Linked DNA regions of Mus musculus: region 2 is linked to region 1. Evidence: chromatin contacts called from public ChIA-PET data. All regions are on one chromosome and are shown on one strand. The core of a region is the stretch at or near the end of the contact, and the rest is flanking DNA. Distances in the headings are between cores, read along the strand shown.

Region 1 (4,136 bases), core at 1,084-3,583:
CTTCATAAAATTCAGTGTTTTTAAAAATCTGCAGAACATTCTCTTTTAAGACGTAAAGTTCAAAATAAAATTTCTAAGATTTTTCCAAAAGAATGAAATAAAATTAAGCTTGCACACATTCACTGAAGTTAAAAGAAGTCCCATTTGCAGAGTCTTAACAGGAATATGTTAGATATTAATTTCTAAACTTGGATCTAGTAGTCTGTTTATTAATGTGCATCTTTAAAGTCCTGTGCAGGAAAGAACATTTTGTAACTTCTATATAGCCCATTTCCAAGTGAGACATATATTTGTACAACATCTGACCTAAATCCACAGTGTATATAAAACATTTGAAGAATTCATCTTATGTCCAGGCAGATACAGGACTCAGTTCATTAACTTTTTATGGCTCAGGCATATAAAACCCACAGGGCACCTCACCTCCACGCAAATGTCACCAGAGTGGCAGGAGGAAGCAGAGCAGTGCAAAGAGTGCATGCTGGAGGCAGCCACCAAGGTTTGAATCCTATTGGTCCAAACTCGGCATTTGCATCTGCAGAATGGGGGCAATTTTGGTAATTTAGTAAGATTATCTAAATAAAGTGTTTATGACAGTTCCCAGAAAATACTGTAAACTATGATAATATTGACCACGATGATAATGGAAGTGATGGCGATGATGATAATTACAGAGTAGGCAGAAGATGAGCTGATTGGAGCATTCGGGCATGAGCTTGTGGAAAAACAAATGGACACTTTATCTAAAGTGGCCCCCAACAGAAGGCTTACTTCTGCTACTCTAAGAGTAACTATCCATTCACCATTCCCCTCCCTTACAAAATGACAAAGTCCTAAGGGGTCTCCGTCAAAGCAGATGCAGATTGCTTGAGGGAAGGGTTAGACTGATGTGTATCTGCCCGGATAACTCACACGAGGCTTGAAATAAGGTAACTGAGTATTGATATCAGCTTCCCAATAGTTCTTGACTAAGCATAACACACCATCAGACACTGGCTGTCCTGGATGCTAAGGGCATATGTTGGCTTATTGGTGGGGTCATCACATCACACCAGGATATTGCTGTCTTTAACAAGGACAAAGAAATCTTCACATTTTTGTTGGTTTGTTTGTTTGATCTCTTGCCTACAATAGAGAAATAATCCCAGTATTTTTCTTCTTACCATATATACTCTTAACAGGCTTAGTCTCAGCTAGAAAGATCTTTCAGAATCCAAGACACCTTGCCCAGTGATAGCTCCCCTGGACAATGTAGAGGAAATAGCAGAAAGAGTCCCAGAGACCAAGGACTCGTTTTCAGAGCTAAGTCAAAGGTCAAGGGTGAGGACTGTAGCATCAGACTCCTCCTGCCACTAGGATCCCACAGCCAGAACTCCCTGGCCTCATCCAGGGAAGTGCCCAGTGGCAAGTCACTGCACTGAGAAAGCTCGGGGTTATCATATCAGTTATGTTTCTTCATGGCCTCCCTCAGTTCCTATGAGGCTGGCCAGTCAGTCATAGGTCATTCTCTCTATAAGCCCTGTTGCCTGGCAACACAGCTCACATCTATTTCTATCAGGTTTCCAGGCAAACAGGCTAGTATACTAAGCCAAGGTCCTTTCATTTGTTTTCTTTAAGAAGGAAACACATTTTGTTCCCCCTTTCCTGACATATCCCTGGTACATCTTAAAGTCAGTACCCATGAGACTTCATGGTAGCCAGTTCCTTTCTCACTGCCCAGCCACCATATGTTGCCTGCCTTGTTATCATGGTCATTCTCACAAGTTTTTGCACAGCTTCTATCCCCAGCTCCAGAGCATGACAATTGGATAACTGTCAGAGTTTATACACAGTTTGCCTCCAATCTCTCCTAAACACATCTGCTTTGCAGACCCAGATAATTGCTCATCATTGTTTGTTCAGCCCCGGAGCATCCTTCTAATGATGGTATCTAACCAACCACAGGCCTGGAACTTAAAAGGCAAAACAGAGCAAAACCACCTTTGGATCTCACTTCTGAGAAATTACATATTAACCCCTAGAATTAACTGATGGGTCCCTCTGTTTAATGCCGTGGTGCCGTTGAGGATCCTGCTGAACCTCGAGCTGCCCCATGCCCACAGTGCCTACTTACCATGAGCTGCCTGCCGCAGAGAAGCAACAATGTCCTATCCCAGCTGTTTCTCCAGAGCCAGAGATATCCATCTTAGTTGGCAATTAGACCCCCAGTTGCCAGCTCAAACACCAATGATTGTACTGGGCTGAGTTTCAAGACCCTAGCATCACTGAGGGAAACAAAGGGGAAGGCTCGGAGGCGGTTGCTGGGGACTCAGCTTTTGCTGACACACGAGTGCCTGGAGGAAGTGGCTATTGCAGGTTTTCTGTGATCTAGTTCCAGCATAAGGCACTGCCTTCCTGCAGCAGGAAATGGTAATAGCCCACTGTGGAAACCAGCCAAAGACTCAAAGAGAGTTTGACTGAATCAAGTCCAGGCTCCAAAACGTTCTAAGTGATAAAATGCATGAATCTTTGGGAAACCAAAAGGATTTCTCAAATCAAGGCTATAAAAGCTAAACCAAAGAGTTTAATGTAAAAAATACAATTTTTCCATAGGATTTCTATGTGCAATTTCAACTATACTGATCCACAGTTGGGCACTTGTTTGGAGATTATTCTATTTGATTTTCCGCTGATGGTATAAAACCCTGACTAAACCCATGTGGATGGGGCGAGTGTTTCAGCTTACAGTTTTATATTCCATCAAGAGGGACTCAAGGTGGCTGCCTGGAGGCAGGACGGAAGCAAAACCCACAAAGGAGTACTCATTACTGACTTGCTCTCCTGGGCTTGTTCTGCTAAAGTTCTTACAGCTCAGGTCCTCCTGCCTAGGGATGGCACCACCCACAGTGCGCTAGGCCCTCCCATATCAATAGAAATGATAATATGTTTCACAGACATGATACTCTGGTGGAGAGGGTTAGTCAACAATAACTAGCCAGCAGAGAGGGCCAAGCACAGCTATTCGTATACCCTTGAAGAGCAGACTTATGCTGGGGAAGGCTATCAAGCACACAGCTTCAGAAGAGGTGAACATGGAGCAGCAAGGGAAGGGCTAGACCCCTGCCTAGCCAGCCAGATCAGTCAAATCAACCCTGCGATCAGTGAGGTGACAGATGTCACAGCCAGATAACTCAGAGCCAAACACTACACATGCTTTTAAATGGCGGGGAGCCACCAGAGACTTGCAGTATAAAAGTTCTGGACCCGTGTCAACCCCTCTGTGCTCTGAGGAGGCCTTGCTCTCCTGTCTTCCCTGAGATGTCGGGCATTTGTAATGAGATCATAAAGAACTGACCGGTCCAAGGGTCCAGAAGGACAGTGAAAGGAGCGGGGCCGTTTAGTTAGACACCCACTGCTGTGACAAATGACTGAGAAAAGCTACTTAGAGCCCAAGAGATTTCCTTTGTAGCATGATTTCAGAGGGTTCAGCCTGGGCCCCACTGCCTCCTGGCCTGTGGTAAGGCAGCAGGATGGGGTAGACGAGGAGGGTCAGATTATCTGACTGCAGCCTGTAGGGTGACACTGCCTTCACTTATGTATTGTCCCGTGTAGCAGGCCCTGTGGCAGACACAGCCAGAAGCAGGCTTTACTGGGGCATCTTTTAGTCCAGTCAAGATTACCCATCAGGCCAGGCAGTGGTGCATACCTTTAATCCCAGGAAGAGGCAGGTGGAGCAGAGCTAGATGCCAGCCTGTCTACACGATGAGTTCTAAGACAGCCAGGAGTACCTGGAGAAACCCTGTCTTACCTGTCTCAAAACAAAACAAACAAGACTTAAACATCACCGGGGACAACTTACAGACCAAAACCGTGAGAGCATTTGAAGCTCAGAAAACATTAGCTGATATCCAGTATGCTCTTTCCAGTTCTCATTTCTCTGCAGCAAAATAAACAAATAAACAAGCCAATAAACATCCAAATCAATATTTTACAACATAATAGCTCCCCTTTCCTTCTCTGTTTTGTGTCAGAGCAGCCTGACACCCATAGAAACCCCGGTTAGGGTCCCTGGAATGAAGCCATGTTTCTCTGAGAAAATTAAATGGAAAAAGCTAAGCAATGAGACAGAAAGATTCCCAGGATGCGATATTGCACAT
Region 2 (3,974 bases), core at 520-3,019, 350 kb before region 1:
ACAAATTGGGGATGTGTATAATTAACTGGATTAATGGCTGACTTAGTAGGCATATCTCAGGGGAGCTGACTATTAAATTGCTATCTTCTTGGCAAAAGGCTCTTGGGGTTTTATCCTAATCCTTAGTCAACACTAGGCCTCATCTGGGTGAAACACCATAAGGAAAGATGGCTACATAACAAATGGCAGACAGAGCAGGAATGGGGAGCACCCTGACCTTTAACTGAGTACCCCAAGGCAGAACTGTCACGGAAACTGTGTAAGCAGTATAATAATGCAAATGGCTCAGGAAAGAGAGCTGGGGCTTAGTCCAGGCCTACTGGAAGGAAACGCACACTTCGTTTCAGCTACAAGCTGATATGGCAGGATACTGGGACTGATTAAAATGCTGCTGTGACTGATAAAAAGCTTTCTGTATAAAGGATGGTATGCAAGACAACACAAGTCAGGGTCTGCACCACCTTTGGCCAGCCACATGCAGTGGAGAACTGCCTTTGAACTACCCAAGGGGGGGCCACAGGGGTGGGGGGCAGAAAACTCAACTGTCACCTCAGGAAGTCTCCTCTTGTCTTCCTAACTCACCACTTTTTCTCACATACATCCTCTTGCCTTCCCCGAAACTGGATCGGTTGTAACCAAAGCAAATGTGCCCCACTAACACCCACCTGTTCCCATCGACAGCGGAGGTTTGCTCAGTACTGGTGGAATTTGATTGTTCAATTGTAGTCTCCCAGGCTGAGATGCTACTGTCTGGGCCTGACCATTGGGATGACTTCCTGCAGAGCCAGGCAGATCTCACACCACAGGTGCCACTCCCACTGCTCTGAGTGGCTTTAGATGGAGCAAGCTTTCAGGTGAGTTTTAGGCATATCATAAGCTCTTTCTTATTTGGACCTTCCTGGGAGCATCACTCACCAATGTTCAGAACTTATTGCCAGTCCCGAGGAAACCTTCAGTAAAGCAGGTGCCTCGTGTTCCACTGGCTCAGTAGTCACAGACGCAGAAGGATGGATAGACAGCTCGTTTCAGGAGCCCCAAAGTCCCACAGGATAGAAGGAGATATTAAGTTGAAAGGTTTGGATTAGTTTAAGTCAGTCTTCGTTTGCAGTGTACACATGTACAGATAGTCACACAGAGAAAGGAGCCCCAAAGAACGACTAAGACCTCACGTGAGGATTCTGCTGAGGACAGATCATGACAATGTTCTGTCCTGAAGCCCAGTGTTCTAGTGATGTAGCTAGAGTTACACTGGGGTTTGCCACCTTTTTTTGAGAGTGATTTGGAAAATAGTAGAATATCTGCATCTTTTGGAATATTCTTTTTTCTTTAGTAAGAGCTTTACTGAGCTATCATTTGCTTGACATACAATCCATCCACTTAAATGATGCAGTTGGTGGGCTTACCATAGAGCGGGACACACATGCTTCATAGACCACTTCCATCACCCTTCACCACAGTTTCTACCTCCCATCTTCCCCAGCTCTCAGCAGTCACTCCTTCTCTATGCAGCCAGCTTTCTTTATTTGACCATTTGTGGACGTTTCTTGTGAATGGGATCCCCTAATATATAGAGTCACCGGCTTCTTTCCATTACCGTGTGTTCAAAGTACATCCATGTTGACCCTGTGTCAATGACATCCCACTCTGGGTGTGACTAATATACTCTGTATGCGTTTGACAGTTTAGTTTCTGTTCACCAGTTGATGGACGCCTAGGTTATTTCTGGGTTTTAGCTATTTAAATCATGGTTCTATGAACCTCTGTGCTTCTGGGGAGTTTCTGTGGTCGCTTCTCTTTGTATATATTTAGGAGTAGATAGTGACAGTTCTGTGGTTAGCACTTCCTGAGAACATCTAGACTATTTGCAAAGTGGATGGTCGTCTTGCACTCTTAGCAGAGGGTCTGCGCGTTTGGACTTCTTCCCTTCCCGCCAGCACACATTACTGTTTTAGCTGGAGGATATGAAGCAGCATCTCACGGTGGTTGACACTTGCACTTCTTTGATGATGGCATTGGCCACATGTGGACTTACTGGCTAGTTTATAAGTTCCTTTGGAGAGATGCCTATTCAGACTCTTTGCTCCTTTGGGGTTTGGATATCTTACTGTGTTTTAAGAGGTGTTTATATATTCAGGCTACAACTTCTTTATCAGGTGGTTTGCACCTATTTCTCTTCTTTGGGATGTCATCTTTAATATGTATAGTGTTCTCTAAAACTCACGTCTTTTTATGTTATATTTTATTGATTGTGTACTTGGCATCATATCAGTAGCTTCTTTGGCCAGATCTGAGCTCATGGAGACTTACCGTTTCCCTTTTTAGTAGTTTCTGTGGTTTCATCTCTTATGTTTCAACTTAACTTTAGTATGGTGTGAGTTCAGGGTTCACTCTCTCCTTTTGTATGTGACTACTACATATCCAGCCCTGTTTCCTAACGTGACTATTCTTTCTCCATTGAATTATATTCACACTTCTGTTAAAAGGCAATTGACAGTGTAAATAAAGGGATATAAACATATGGGTTTGCTAGCGTGGATAGTAAGTTTTGCCCGATTTAATCAGTATGTCTGTCTACATTTGCAATAGCAGCACTGTCTCAATCACCGCTGCCCCTGGACGACTCTTCCCTCCTGCCCAAGCTGTTCTGACAGGGCAGTTATACACTGCTCCTACTGCTCAGCTTTAAGTCGGGCTCTTTACTCATCAGGAGTAGAAGAAAATGGAGGTTGATTTTATTTGACTGTATGTGTGATACGAGGACTAAACTTAGACCCTGAGCATGTCATACATGTGTTCTACCACAAACTGTGGCCCCAGCCCTGAAATACTTTTTCTAATACGTAATGAGAGAATTTTACATTAAAACAAACAATGCAAAGCCATTGGCCTTGGGTGACTAAACCTAGCTCATCTTTCTGACTAATTCAAGAGTCTTCTGAACTTGGGCATTGACAGAGAAGCCAAGAGGTTTGTGATTAGAACTTCCATGTAAATAGAAGTGAATGTGAGAGCCTGGGAGGAGGCCTGACTTGAAAGGGAGTGAAAGCTGGAACAAAGGAAGTCACTTACCCAGGAAGCCTGGCCCTCCCACTTTGTGTGATTGACACAGAAGACCTGGAGTTGGGTTAGAGGAAGATAACCCATGACTGTGTGCCTCCTGATATTTTTAGATTTGTTTTTAAAATAAGAAAATAACAATGTAGCTGCATGGATTGCAAGCAAAGGCAGCCTTTCTCTCACGACAACTGGCAGGGAAAGAATAGTTGTATCTTAATATGATGTCATGTCTGATTCTGCACCAGAAGAAAGAAACACTCAGAAACTATGATATCCAAAGAGCAACCATAAATATGCATCTAGGTGGCCCATGTTCTGCTCACAATTGAACGTTAAAAAACAAAACATAATAGAATTTGTACCTCAGTCTGCTAAAATAATTGAGAAGTCCTGGTCTTAGTCAGCAGCTATAATTCACTATTCATATTCACTAGAATATGAATAAACTCATCGCTCACTCCATTCCTCTTCCCCCATCACCGCCTCCATCATGGTGTAAGTCCACCTGCCTCTGCCTCCCAGGTGCTGGGATTAAATGCCACCACCACCCGGAGAGGCAGGGTCTCACTAAGAGTGCTTGTTGCTCTTCTAGAGGACTGAGTCTGGTGCCTCAAACTTCCTGTAACTTCAGCTCCAGAGGCTCTGAGACGGCTCCCAGCCTCCACTGGCACCCACACAGATGACCTGTGGACGCACATGCACACACGCACTCACACACATATAAATCATTTTTAAGTACACTAAATATTCAGTATAGATGACATTTGTTGTAGAATGTAAACTGGGGTGGAGAGGAATCATGCAAGATGGGAGAAGGGTTGGGCCAGTGGCCGGATGTGGGAGCTGATGAGTCGGCAATGAGGGGCTTGCCTTCCTACAGTTGCCTCTCTCATTTCCACAGTGGGGTGAAGATGGAA

Evidence for each region. ChIA-PET counts read pairs in DNA pulled down with a chosen protein or histone mark.
Region 2: a contact with region 1 is called in an RNA polymerase II ChIA-PET map of memory CD8 T cells, with 7 read pairs. The contact joins the enhancer-like site here to the promoter of C030034L19Rik in region 1. A contact is called at or near these places in 2 of 484 Hi-C or Micro-C datasets (bone marrow-derived macrophages and cortical neurons), 1 of 115 datasets of contacts at active chromatin or transcription factors (memory CD8 T cells) and 1 of 9 other capture datasets (embryonic stem cells).

The regions. Positions count from the first base shown.
Region 1 is chr3:9,401,217-9,405,352 of GRCm38.p6, reverse strand. It overlaps C030034L19Rik (RIKEN cDNA C030034L19 gene), which reads right to left and starts at 2,333. Exons shown (of 4, transcript NR_160691.1): 1 at 2,114-2,333; 2 at 424-535.
Region 2 is chr3:9,752,971-9,756,944 of GRCm38.p6, reverse strand. The region is part of intron 2 of Pag1 (phosphoprotein associated with glycosphingolipid microdomains 1); the gene reads left to right. Among named protein-coding and RNA genes, the nearest start is that of Pag1, 79 kb to the left of the region's middle. Within about 2 kb of position 1,769, at least 74 of the 459 cell types and tissues checked have an H3K27ac peak or open chromatin away from gene starts, as enhancers often do. A contact at or near this core is called in bone marrow-derived macrophages and memory CD8 T cells, where this site is marked.